Linked DNA regions of Acanthopagrus latus: region 2 is linked to region 1. The links are chromatin contacts, called in public Hi-C maps. All regions are on one chromosome and are shown on one strand. The core of a region is the stretch at or near the end of the contact, and the rest is flanking DNA. Distances in the headings are between cores, read along the strand shown.

What was found. Hi-C and Micro-C count contacts between places; a contact is called where the count stands out from the background.
Region 2: a contact with region 1 is called in a Hi-C map of muscle, with 4 times the contacts expected there. The contact joins the promoter of ipo11 here to the promoter of htr1aa in region 1. A contact is called at or near these places in 3 of 4 Hi-C or Micro-C datasets (liver and muscle).

What each region holds. Positions count from the first base shown.
Region 1 is chr5:23,476,268-23,483,515 of fAcaLat1.1, reverse strand. It overlaps htr1aa (5-hydroxytryptamine (serotonin) receptor 1A a), which reads right to left and starts at 4,357. Exons shown (of 1, transcript XM_037098316.1): 1 at 2,298-4,357. The coding sequence starts at 3,993. The coding sequence ends at 2,710.
Region 2 is chr5:23,646,858-23,654,105 of fAcaLat1.1, reverse strand. ipo11 (importin-11) reads left to right here and starts at 3,894. Exons shown (of 30, transcript XM_037098513.1): 1 at 3,894-4,047. It overlaps hsd17b3 (testosterone 17-beta-dehydrogenase 3), which reads right to left and starts at 1,328. Exons shown (of 11, transcript XM_037099518.1): 1 at 1,131-1,328. The coding sequence starts at 1,281.

The DNA.
Region 1 (7,248 bases), core at 3,108-5,607:
TTCTGTCACGAGGCAGAGGCTAACTCTTTATCTCCAGAAATTAAAGAGGGATATTAACTCAGGAGCTGAGAGTTACTTTTTAAAAACAGATTAAGATCTAAGAAAAGTGCTGTATTGTTCTGTGACTGGACAAGTGCTCTAAGCGACATTTGCTGCACATTTCATTGTAACCACCTGCTTTTTAAGCATACAAACCCCCTTTATAAATGACTTGTGATGTAGCTGTTAGCAGATCTAAGAACAGTGTTAAATGGTTTTGATATTTGACTCAATACCAACTCGTCAAGTAACGACCCTCTGGGTTTCCCAACTCTTTAGACACAAAAATCGACCTTTCTTACAAATATGGCCATTAAGCATCCATAATTGATAAATGAACAGTTAATTGAAGATCGACAATATTACACAGTTGGTGAAATAAATGTACAAAAGTCAGGACACTGATTACCTCAGAAATACCAAGAATGACATTTAGGTTGTGCAGGCTAAAAAGTTTTAACAGCTTAAAATGACTCGTCTACTGGACCCGGCAATTTTGAGGTAAACGGTTTCCTCGATTATTTTTTTTTTTACGTAAAAGCATTAAATAAACATCAGTAATACATTTGCACATTTTACAGTGTATATATTTTACACGATTACGGGTTTTATTTTATCAACTATTTAATTATTCAGGATTATTATCGATGTTATTATTATTGATGATGTATTTATTTATTTATCTATTAACACTTTGTACAACTAAGCAAAAGCTAGAAGCTTGAACAAAAAAGTAGTAAGTGGACCAGAGCTGCAGCAATAGTTGATAAATCTCTTAGTGGATTGAAACAAAGTTAATTTCACACTTTTTTGATGAGCGATTAATTTCAATTTGTTGGTTCCAGCTTTTTACATGTAAATACTTTTCATTGTCTTTTACGAGAGATGAGGGGTTTCTGAACTAATGGTGGGACAAATTAAGCAAATTAAAGATGTCTCTTTTGTTTGTTTTTTTGACTTTTTGATATTTAATGAATAATGGATTAATCTGCACACTAATCATTAACAACAGTGATTCAGTTACTGCCATCCTGAGGACGGTGATTTACTTTTTTACATGAAATTCAATTTAATTTTCAGACTCCGTATCATGGCATTATCAGTCTCAAATGCACGCAGTCAGTGAATACTTCATGACACAGTTTTTTTCCACCATATGTGTAGAGATGCATGAATCAGATGGTGCTGTGTTCCTGTGTGTAGCCTGCTCAGCATCAGCCCGGATCCACCAGAAGCTGTTTGCACTCCACAGGTGTCCCGTCTCCTTGGTCGTGCTGCATGTCACCATCCTGTGTCCATACCTGCCACTCTGACCGATCCATGGCGCCTTGGGCTTTGACGCGTTGCCGTGCCAACGAGCCATATAGCCCTCACTGGGGCTTCTTCCTGAAAGTTGTTTTTCTCTCTTTTGATACCTGACCTTCTTTAATCTCTCCATCTACAGTAAGTGGATTTGTTTGATTGATGACAGCGGCCACGCAGCGAGGAGGTTTCCTCTCCGTTCTGTTTGCCCTGAGCATCCCTCTACATCATGTGTTATAATGAGTGTGTGTGTGTGTGTGCTAAATTTAGCACTGATTTATATGATGTTAACACACTGTCTTCTCGAGCACTCAAAGCACTACTGGGCCTTCTATGGGACATGTTACTGTATGACATATAGGGAGAGGAGAAAAAAAGAGTCTGTTCTTGTTTCTCTCTCTCTCTCTCTCTCTCTCTTGCTCTCTCTCTCTCTCTCTCTCTCTCTCTCTCTCTCTCTCTCTCTCTCTCTCACACACACACACACACAGGAGACAATCTGGGAGTCAGAAATAGAGAGATGGGATGGTGGGAGAAAGATTGAGAACACATCATAAATGTAATACCAGCCTCCATTCTAGAAAATGCCAATCTACTTTTGATTCCAGCTTTGAGATGGATCTGGCAGCAGGGTTTGTTTGGTACCTGCGGGGCCCCAAACACACCACACACACTGATAACCTGATCATCATCATCATCATCATCATCATCATGAGTGTAGCCTGTCAAAGCTACTGTAAGGGCTCATTCCTTGTAATCTACATGGAAAAGAAAATGCATGAATCCGACAGGTCCCAGGTGAAGCTGTGGCCCTGATCTCTTCTCCTGATCCTGACTTTTTTTTTTTTTTTTTTAAATTTCCCCCAAAACAAAAATGGACTCATATTTTCTTAATGACAAACTTTGATTGCTTTTATTGTTTCAGTGCTACAAAGCTCGGTGATGTAGGACGGAACCCCCTCCCCTCCCCCTCCCCCTCCCCGCGTGTCTCATGGGTAAAATGCATGGAAATTCAGCACATGACACGTCTTGCATGGCAATACAACGATGGCTGCCGTCGCGTAAAGGCTATATACTGTAGCTACAACACTGAATAAACATGAGGCTTGTACATTAAGAGAGCGAAAAGTTCCCGTCTTGTCTCATTTCATCAGTGACCCTGGATTTTCTTTTCTTTTTCTTTGCCTTTTTTTTTACACGCTCCTCCAACACAGGCCGAAGAGAGACTGTCCCTGAATGAGAGTCTATGTTTGTTTGTTTTTGTTTTTTGTTTTGTTTTTGTTTTTTTGCTGTTCTATACAGTCAGTAAACATTTTTTGTCCTGCTGTCCGTTTGATTTACTCCCGAGTTTTTAAGCCAACACCAATGTTTTCACGCTCTGTGGAATTTGCATCTTATAATCTTCTTGAAAGCACTTTGGAAGTCTTTGTTGAAGTAGGCATATATGATGGGGTTGAGGAGGGAGTTGGAGTAGCCCAGCCAGTTTATGACTGCGCCCAGCCAGTCGGGCATGTAGCAGCTCTCCGCGCAGAAAGGCAGCACCAGCGCCACGATGAAAAAGGGCAGCCAGCAGAAGATGAAGGTCCCCATGATGATCCCCAGCGTTTTCACCGTTTTGCGCTCCCTGGCCAGCGCGATCTTTCTCTTCGCCCCCGAGTTCTTCTCGTTCATGTTCTCGTAGCCGTGCGACGAGGACTGGGGGGTGTTGGGCAGGGGAAGGTGCGTCTTGGAGTTGCTGATAACTTCGATGATCTCCAGCGACTCGCCCTCCTCCCCGTGCTTCACCGCGCCGTTTACGCACGGAGAGCTCGGTTTGGACTCGTCGCCGCGCCTCCAGCCTTTGCCCCCGGCCTCCCCGTTGGTTTTCTTGTGAAAGACGGCCGGAGACACAGTCAAGCACTTGTCCGACACTTTCGCCTTCTCGGTTTTCTTGACCGTCTTTCGAATCCGAAACCGCGCGGCCTTGAATATTCTCCCGTACAGGACGAGCATGAGAATGAGAGGGATGTAAAAAGCCCCAAACGTGGAGTAGATGGTGTAGCCCGGGTCCTGGCTGATGCTGCAGGCGTCGGGGTTCGCCCTGTCTTCGGCGCTTCTCCAGCCTAACATAGGCGGAATAGAGATAGAGAAACCAATTAGCCAGGTGACGCTAATCAGGATCGCAGCTCGCCTCGGTGTCCGTTTATTTACATAGTCAATGGGGTCTGTTATGGCCCAGTACCTGTCCAAAGCAATTGCGCACAGATGCAGGATGGATGATGTGCAGCACAGTACATCCAGAGAGATGAACACATCGCAGATCTCTTGCCCCAGTGTCCACTTGTTCAAAACCTGGTAGAGGGCCGCCATCGGCAGAACCAGCACCGACACCATGAGGTCAGTCACGGCCAGAGATCCAATCAGGTAGTTTGCCACATTCTGGAGAGATCTCTCCAGGGCGATGGCTGCCACGACGCACGCATTGCCAAATATGGAGCAGAGGATGAGGGCCGCCAGGAGCAGAGAGGTGATAATCTGGTAACTCAGCTGCAGGTCCGGCACAGACCTAGACCCCGTGCCATTCTCGCCCGCGTCCCAGTCGGCGACCACGTCCACCCCGTCAGGGTAACCGCCGGTCGCGTTGCTGTCGTTGCCGCTCGTTGTTAGAAAATCCATGATGCGAGCGCACTCGGAGCGCAACTTTCCCAGAGCAGTGATGGGGGGGCGGGGGACACGCAGCTGGACAGATAAGCAGGACACAGTCAGCCCCGCAGACTGCTGCCGCTGTGCGTTTTACCGGGGTCCATCGGAGTTGCCGCGTTCGTGCCGTCGCTCTCAGGACGCATGACGCAGACGTGTTTGTGAGTTTGTGTGTGTGTGTGTCTGTGTGTGTGTGTGTGAGAGAGAGAAAGATGGAGAGGGGGAGGTTTGTGCGTGTTGGAGCCCGTGAGCGTTGACAGCCGGGTGCGCTCACTGGCACTGCGAATTCATCTGAGCTCGGTGACGCCGTGAATTCATTTATACGAGCAGTTTCGGGTACGTCAGACCGTGTGGAGGTCGCCCTGGAGTTTTGTGCCTCTGCTCTCCTCGCTGCTCCGTCCTTCACTGCAGACAGCCGATGAGGGCGCAGAGCTCCCCTGCCCTCTTCTCTCTCTCTTTATTTTTTACATCTGACAGTTTGTGGATTTAATTCAATTTTGTTTTGTTGTTAGTTTACACCTTAAAAGGCAGGAGTCAGTCAGGAGGAGCAGTTATAAAGTTCTATCTCTTAAAAATATTGCGAAGAAAAACTGATACAAAATCGTCATTTTTCATTACTTGTAATTAACTTTTGGTTTAAAATTTCACCTGAAACATGTGCTTTTTTGTTATTGAGACCTCAAAGAGATTTTTTTTTTAATTTATATTTTTTTAAATGAGTTCAAGCAGAAACCGTACGTTTCGAGCCATGACGGAGAGCGAGGTAAGCCCTCGCTGTTAGGAGCGAGAGGTGGTTTGAGGACCAGGGACAGCGCCACGACGGGCCAGAGAGGAGAGCTGCTGCCATCTGCTGCCCACGGCGGGTACTGCAACACATGGCGGACACCTCTCTCGGGACTTGGAGCAGAAGGCGAATTAAAGATCCTGGGAGGGAGGCGATGAGCTGCCGGGGGAGATGGTGGTCGAAGAGATGAGAATCAATCTCTATGTGTGTGAGAGAAAGGGGGGAGGAAGAAGGGGAGGGGAGGACAATAGTTGCGTTTGCCAACTAATAATGTCAGCAGGTGGAGTAAAAACAGCTGGTGAGGGGGAACAAAATGCTTCGTGCAGAGCCGAGGGAGGGAGGGAGGGGGGTGCAGCAGGGTTTCAGTTGTTCTAGATCTGAGTTTTCATGAAAATTTAAGCTGGAGTTGAAGTGAAATGGGTAGAAAAACAAAACAAACCCCCCCCCCCCCAAAATAACCCATGCACAAGGTGTAGAGAATGTGTTCCTGGTTCTAGCGAATGACTATAATCAATTAAAGCAACACCATGTGGAAATGTGGCCATTTTGGTAACACCCCCCCCCCCCCCCCCCCCCCCCCCCACACACACACACTTTCTGAGTGCAACACTGCTGTTGTAAACACAAATCCCAGGTGTGTGACAATTTGTCAGGCGACATGTAGGTGCTGGCTGCGAACAAAACTCATTACAGCATAACAACGTTAGGTGTCGAAAACTCGTGTCTTGAACTAAAACTGTATGTAGCGCTGTGATCCTGCCCTCTCACTGATGTTACACAGTGCAGAAACCAGTGATGGGAGTGGAGGAGTGGCTGAGACAGAGACACCATTCACCCAATTTCAAGACACTGTACCATCAAAATGATTTAGAAGGTTGTATTTTAAGATAAAAAGTTATGTAATGTTGCTTTAAGTCAGTATTACCTTTTTACACATTTACCTTTCACTACAGCTACAAAAGCAACACCATGGATGTATGATAGCACCTGGACCTCAACGGCCTCGCTTTAAATTCCCACCTATTGGTCACTTGCAGTACTGCAGTGAAAAATCCCTCTGCTGCCCAATAAGCATCTCCCTGCAGACCAACACTGTTTAAGGAGACATCTGTGAGCTGCACAGCAGGTCAATTATAACCCTATCATGAATTTTTGAGCCTTGAAGGTGAAGATTTTTTTTTAATTACTGCTTTAAAAATAGTTATAGTTTATTGAAACATTTTGGAGGTAAAGTTTTTGTCTCATCTCTGCCAGCTGAACAGATGCTGCCTGTCCACCATCTCACACTGAATCCCACTCACTGCTGCCGCTGCCTCTAAAAAATAACTTTACTAAATAACATCTTAATCTCTTTGTTTTCATGTGTTTAAAATGTGTAAATAAACTCAAAACCTATTGAATACTTAAAGTGAAACTCTCGCCAAAATGCGACCTAGGCTTTTTTTGTGAATGTATATATGAGACAAACCTTCATGGAAAAGCATAACTACAACGAAAGAGGCACTTTTAAGATTTACAGTATTTTTGTTTTCAGGTCAAACTCATTTTAAATGGGAGTGCGCAGGGCAAATTAGCAATAGCATCAAAATCTCTATTTTTAAAACACTAAGAGGGCTCGACACAACATGAAACTTTGCTCGTAGTATCACCAGGGTCTCTACACAGGAACACGAGCATTGAGAACATTGTTTGTGTACACAGAGTTTACTAAAAATAAAGTTTTTCTAACAACTCACCTTAGCACTAGCTTTGTTCCGCTAGCCACCGTCATGGCAGCCGAGAGGTATCGATGTCTGAGTGTGACCTAACCTGGAGGAGAGTTAAGGTGAACCGCTGCTGTCTTCCAGCAACAACTATCCACACGATATCTCACGTGACTTTTCCGGCTTTTGATTTTAGTATTGTTTCTTATATGAGGCTCCTTTTTCAACTTCAAGGTCAATATTGTTTTTTGCTAACAACAAAACAACAAATTATCTGTGCATTTATATGGAATTAAGCTTTAGGAGCGGTTCACCTTAATTCACCTCCATGTTACGTCACATATGGAGATCGATGCTTCTCACTGGCAGGACGGCGGCAAGCGGAGGAAACATCTGCTAATGTGAGTTGTCCAAAAACTCTCTTTTTAGTATGTAGTGTCGTGCATTTACTAACCCGTCTCTGCTCAGACGTCCTTCTGATGAGCCGGGTTTGCTTTTCTCTCTCTTCTCTTCTTCTGGGCATTTCTGTCCTCAGGTTTTCTCAGTTCACTGAGATATGTGATCTTCAGTGCAGACGAGGTCTCTGTAGTGTTTTCACTGTGGAGAGTCTTACCTTGTAGTTTATTATGTGACCCTGTCATGTGGAGGAGTCTTGTTCTCACATGAAACATTTTCCCAGATGAAACGCTGTTACAGAGGCTCCTCAAAGCATGCTCAGAATGCTCAAAACTTCACAATTAAAAC
Region 2 (7,248 bases), core at 2,645-5,144, 170 kb before region 1:
TTGTCCTGAATTGACCGTGGTAGTAGTGCTGTGGCCACTTGACATTGAAAAGACTCTGGGGGAGACGCAAACTCTGCAAATGCAAATGGACACAAGGGGACAGGGTGTCTGCAGCCTGGAACATGCTGTTCTGGTGGCTGTTATTCCTGTGCTGTAATGGAATGGAGGTGGACTCTGGAAAGAAAAGACAGATCGGCCCAGTTCTGTGGCTTTTTAATCAGGCTTCTGTTAGCGCTCTGGGAGAATGAATAACCTCTTCAGGAGATGCCAAGATGCTTGCAAGTTATTTAAGACTGCTCTGGGACCTGCAGAGGAATGTTGCGTAATTTCTGGGAGACAGTCTGAGGGGCGAGCCAGAGCTGCCTGTGTGCCCCCAGTTGTATTGAGATTAAAAAACTGACACTGTCCTCTAGTTCATATGATTGTCTGCAAGAGCTCTAGAGAAGGCAGTTGTTCCTTTCATTTCATCGATTACTCCTTCTGTCAACCCTTCCCGAAAGGCACTAGATGGCAAATGTTTTCGGAGGATGGGCCAGATCATACTGACCAGTGACACCAGTTTGCCTCCCTTGTCATTCAAGTACAATCCTTAAACTATAACCACATAGGTAGTGAGCATTTTGCAGACAACTCAGACTGGATGTTGTGTCATATTCGAGTAGAATAAATCATTTGAGCTTCCGTATGTTTTGTTAATTCATGCGTAACATTGGTGATGAAATATAAAAAGCTGCTCCAACAAAATGAACATATGGCTTCAAGAGTAGCAACAAAACAGCACACAGGCACAATCTTATCCCGTCTAACAGTGAAAAGTGTTATCTTGTCTCATCTGCCAGCTCAGACAAGTCAAGTATTTGCAGATTTTTGCATGCACAGGCACATTCTGATAAGCCGACACACAACATATCAATTGTGTTTTATCACAAAGGCATGTTGTCACTTGTTATATCTTAATTGAGCCATCTATCAAATTCCTTGCATTTATTAGCCAACTGCGGGTCTGACATACATAACAATATATGCACACACACACACGTACACACACACACACCCACACACACACACACACACACACACACACACACACACACACACACACACACACACACACACAAATGCCCGCTCACCTGCCCACTCTCCCATAGAGGTGAAAAAGGACTCTGAAATTGGAAACCACAGTTTTGGGAAAAGCATCCTACTGAAAAGCAGCAGTTTCACTCCATAGTAGAGAGCGACCGCAGAGCCAAGAGAGATGAAAAACAAATCCATGAGATCCATGCTTGCCCGGGACAACAGCAAACTCCAGCTGTCAGCCTCTCTGTGTGATTCTGTCTGCTCTGAGGGACAGATCTTAATTCAGCAAGTCAAAAGAATGACAGAAAGAGAGAATAGCCACTCCCATTGCAGAAACACACACACACACACACACAGGAGCAGAAACAGGAGCAGGAGCAGGAGCAGTCATAGGCCTCTGCCAGATATCTCATAAATAGGAGCCCAAAATTAAACAAAAGTCAAACTAATTAAACACAGAGGCCAAGTAATTTACAGCAATGGTGGGCTCTCTCACACACTCACACACTGTTCATTCATTCATACATCATGCTGATGATAATTTATGAGAAGCTGCTCCAGCAGTATGAACATATGGCTTCAAAGAGAGAGTCACAACAGAACAATACACAAGTGCAATCTTATCTCGTCTAACAGTGAGAAGTCAGTCGTAAAATGCCCTCCTCTGCCTCTGCCTGGCTAGATCTCTTAGCCTTGGGTTTGTTATGTTTAGGCATGAGGAGTGGGGCTGGTGGGGCAGGTCATGCCTTCGCAATGCCGCGAAAAAACAAAACAAATATCCACCTTGCTCTGCTTCTGATTGGCTTACCCTAATATTCTTACACCAACCAACAAAGACGACCAATCAGAGCCAGAGTCAGGCAGGACGTGCCATGAAAAGCTTTGGGGTCCATGATAACATCACCACGAGCTGAGAATTTTAGTGTGAGCTACAGCTCAGTGACAGACTGTTCGTCCAGGAAACTGATCAGTAGCCCAAAAACCCACTGAACCACAGAACGAGTCATTCACTGATACAAACAGAAGTAATGAAGACCGAGACTTGAGCATGCATTATTAAAGAATGGTATTAAAAAATATAGAGCGAAAAAAGAGTCTTGAGTCAATACGCTAGTGGCAGGTAAATGAAACCATCCGGATTACTTTACTGAACCGGTCTTCCCACCAAAGCTGATCCTCTGCCCACCCACTGTACCTTCAATTGGGTTCTGTGCAAATACAAAAGCTATTTGCCCCAAATATTTGCACTTCCTCAAATGCTTCCCTGAGTGATGCACTGTATGTGTGGTGACTGCAAAATAAACCACACTGAAGTTGAGCAGGGTGTGAAACATTTTAACTGGAATTGTCTCTTTTCTTTTTTCTTTCTTTCTTTTTTTTTTTTACAAACAAAAACGCATGCCATCAAAATAGTCAGTATTCTATTGATGGCATAGAATACTGATGTGTTCATAAATGCAAAAAAAACAAAACAAAAAAACAGCGATTTCTCACTCTGGTGGGGGCATGATAAGTAAGAAGATCTTGCATGCTATGAACCATAATTCACTATATTCAATGTGACCAGTATGATGGTGCGATCAAAGTGTAAAAAGGTGTGTGTGGAGAAGAGGATATGGGGAGAGAGATGTATCCTTTTTGGAAAACAGCCAAAGTAATTAAGTGGCCGTTGAAGAAAACTGAGTGTCTTGTAGAGCCTGTCTAACCATGGAATCATAGCTCAAACAAGTGAAAATTGCAGTCTTGTTAAGTTGCCAGAGACACATCTCTGTTTGGATTTTCATGCTGCTGTGTGTCTTTTGGACATTAGCTGTCAGCATTTGGAAAAGTGGAAAGAGTGTGTGTCTGTAAGTGACCTCTGGAATCTGTCTGCTCGTGAGCGGTCAAACATTATCTTATCACAAAGCTTAAAGATGGCTGACATGATGATGTTGTCTACTGCGAGATGCTATTAATTTGCTCATCATTTTATCTTCTTATCTTTTTCTCATTCTGTCATTTTCACTTTCATAATGCCTGTTTGGATTGCTATTTTGCAAATCAATAAACAAGAGGCATTGATGCCAATACTTGAGTTGCACATGTTTTTTGCATTAATTTGATTGAGTGCTCAGATTTTTCAGGTATTGATTTTGCTGAATTAACCAAAACTTGAGCAAAATGTTTTGAGCAAAACACAATTCTACCTATATACAGGAAAGATGTGTATGCATGATGTTAGAGGTAAGGATTCTCATTATGTTTGTTCTTCCAGATTTTCAGATTTTCTGTGATTTTAATCGCAAACAAAATATATTTAGGAATTTGAAATCAAGGAATTTAAGGTCATCAAAAATGGGACAGGTATTTATTTATTTCTAAAAATATATACAGATATACAAATACATAGAGAAGTTATATTGCTGTATGTTTTCCAAAAGACAACAACAACACCAACAACACCAATCAATCAATCAATCAATCAATCAATCAATCAATCAATCAATCAATCAATCAATCAATCAATCAATCAATCAATCAAGACTAATGCACAGCAACTGCAATAAACTGAATAGATAAAATAATACAAGATAAAGAATAATAGATAAAACTAAGTCGTGAGAACAATAAAATGTAATATTGCACGTCAAATCTTATTTAAAAAGTTTATGAAACGTAATATAATAACAATGATAAGAACAACGATGACAGTAAAATGTAAATAAATTGACTGTAATAAGTATAAACAGTGCTGGTGAGATGAGGGAGCGCATCTGCACATCTGCCGCAGCAGCAGCAGCAGCTGGCTGCGTTCATTCATGACGATGATGAATTCTGCCAAACCTCCTACGTCATCAGCGCGCGCCTGCTTTGTGGCTCGCGCCATTCCTACAAGCGTGTGTTTCCATCTCTCATTACATTACCAGTGGTGGAGCCTCAGCAGCCACTGTTACAAGCACATACTCTGCTTTTCTGCCGTCAGTCTCTTAGGTGAGTCCGGTTTGAGGTTTCAGTTTTGAGACATCTGCCTGAAGGAAGAGGTTATTTGGCATGACGGACGTTGTCGGCCCTTGGGTCCGTACTGGATAAGTTTAGCTCGCTGGCTAGCCCAAAGTTAGCTTTGGTGTTTGGGGTGTGCACGCTTGGGGGACTCAGTATCGCCCGTTTCACGGGTGAATGGGCTGTTATCTTAATTTCATAACAGATGACTCGGGCAGAGAGCGATACTAACGCAACCCAAGCTAAAAAACTCACCTGGGGATCAAACATGTGAATGTAATGTTACTGCTGCTGCTCCCCTCCGACCCTTTACCATTGAGCATGTGTTGGTCCTCCTTTGCGTTTTCAAAACAAGCTAACCCACTTCGAAGCACGTCTCTTATCAGATCTGATAACCAAGATGTTAAAATCTGTATCTTAACAACGTCCCTATCCTGTCACACAGAGAGGGAGAGGCCCGTGAATGCACACAGCTGTATTTTGTAAAAGGGCCAGGCAGATGATAACTCGGCTTCTGTCAAATCAATCTTAGCTGCGTCGTGAGTTTCGTTTTTGTTGCCAGAGATGAAGCTTTAAACGTTTAGCATGTATGGACGTCAGAGGATGGTTATGTCGCAGCCACCTTTCTCTTTCACTCAGTCAGCATTTGACAACTAAGCTAGCTAGCGGCAGAGGCCATCGCATATGTAAAACACCCGACACTTAGCTGGCTAACGCTGGATAAGCCCCTCATTGAGCTCAGGGTTGACCTGAGAGGTTCGTTCGCACAGGTGTAACCGCTATTGTTAGCTACGGCACAACAATACTCGCCTGTAAGCGTCATGTTGACAGGCTACCTGTTACACAATGTACATAATTGCTCTGCAAATTGCCTTTATATGTCAACAAGCAAGTTCCTTGATATGAATTCTTAGAATATGTGGTGAGATCGCACGCATTTCTCACCTGGTTTATACAGTGTGTGTGTAAGGGGAATGACGTGTACAGAGGTGAGACATGATGGGCTTTTAATTAAACTGCAATGTCTTGTATGTCACAGTGTGGAAAAGCATATTCCTAGACCGCACAGAGGATGTGGGATATGAGGTTAATATGTAATTTTTTGCTGAAAGTATGAATGAGAGGCCTAAAGGAAGATGAAAAAAATCGTTGGAGGGAATGTGAACATTTGTAGAAGTGGCAGTGTGTTGAAAGATGCTAAATGTTGTAAAGGCGGAGCCCAACTGTGTTTCTTCACTAAAAGCTGGGAGCTAAACTGCATTGTTGGTGTAACTCTTTATAGAGAATCAGCCTGAGAAGCAAGAAAAGTAGCTTCCATCACCACAGCAACCTGTGATGGCTCCTGGAAACATGCAGCTGTTGGAGATTCGATAACAGTAGCAGTAGTTTAGTTTGACAGACACCCATACACACGCAGGATTTAGGCCTTGTTCAGACTGCCAGCCCAAATTTGCCATATCCAGAGTGTGTCTGGGTTGATTTTAGAGAGCAGTTTCTCCCACAAGTTTAGAATTATCTGTGGTGGCCAGTAGAGCAGCTTGTGACAGGTGAGTTCACTAATAAACTAAACAAGCAAGGTTCATAAATAACTCTGGCTGACCATTAGGTGCTAGTCTGGCCTGTTTAGCTGGACTTTCAGCCCATCCCTCTTCTCCTCAAAGTATTTTTCACTTCAAGGCACAGCAGTTCTTAATGGCAAAACACTCTCGTGCTTGAGGTACCAAATCAGCTTTTCAAATTCCTTGTCCTTTACCATACGTATTTGCAGGGGATCGATCTTAATCATCGAGCAAAGCAACGGGGTGATGGCTTGAGACTGACGTGCCTCACACTTTCTTACCCTGGCTGACTGAAACGTAACCTTTGTCTGTGAGCCCTTCTCAGAAATGACAGCCCAGTGCTCGTTCTTAATATGATACAGCATGATGGATTTTTACTATTTAACTGGCTTATAGCATCACACAATCTATATTTCACTTTGTTGCCTTTCTGGAGACAATGTTCCCACACTGACATTGATTTAGTGCTGTAATTTCTCATGTTAGTGTATCAGAAAGCCATCAGATTATGTAGTTACTAACCCCTATGTCATTACCTCAGCAACCAATGGAAGGTTAAGTCTTGAAACACAAATCTGATCTGATCCCATTCATATTGATAAGCTATTTCCCACTTTCCACTTCATACTCTTTCAGCTGCTTCCTCATTTAGCTCCCAGCCTTATTCAAGAAATGCTGTTTTGCTCCCAGCTATTATCCAAGAAATGCAGCTCAGCTACTAGCCATTAGTGAAGCAATGCAGTAGGGATGCACATTTTAAGCAACTTCTTTAACTGATAGTTGGCTGCCTTAACAATCGACTATCAGTTAATCTTAAAGAATGTATGAAACATGTTGGATGTTTTTCATTTGACTTTATTTCAGTATAACTGATAAGCAAATTATTTCTAATTCTAAAGATTGCTTTTGATGTATCTGTGCCCATCTCTGATTGTCAGTTCATACGTTTTTTAATCGCTTAAATTCTTAATGGCAATTCATCGATTAAGCATTGACATCCCTACAATACATTTTAGCACCAGGATTGTACTGAATAATGTGTGGCTTTGATGGTTAATTTCTTAACTCTGACAATCGAATTTTAATCAACCAATTTTTATCCGCTTAAACTTCCACATCAGACCCTCCACTTCTCTCTGTCTGTAGTCACCACTTTATCATCGCTCTGTGTCCTGCCTATAACGCTACCTCATTGGTTACAGGTCAAGAGTAGCTTGCCAACACTGTAGGCTACCGCCTCTCAGACAGGCTCCTTATGGTCTATTTCTGTGAGGACAGACTGTTTTGTTTCCCAGTTACACCAATGAAAATGCACAGAGTCATAGCCTATGGGATTTTACTTAGTGAGGCAAAGGCTTTTATTTCAGTTCCAACCTCAATCATTGTTATCAGTTACACTGTTACGATACTGGAATTTCTAGCAGTATCGCTTCCACAGTGAAAATTTAATTTGCCATCAAGCCTCATTTCTGTGCCAGCAGAGTTTGAAGAATGATCACAGTTTGGTTTCAGGCTCTCTTGACCGCTGCAGTTATACCTATCTCTTCTGCATATAACAGTTTGATCACCAGTAATGGAAGATGAGTCTGACACGCAGATGACGTTTGCATCATGTGCTATTTTTGTTGTAATG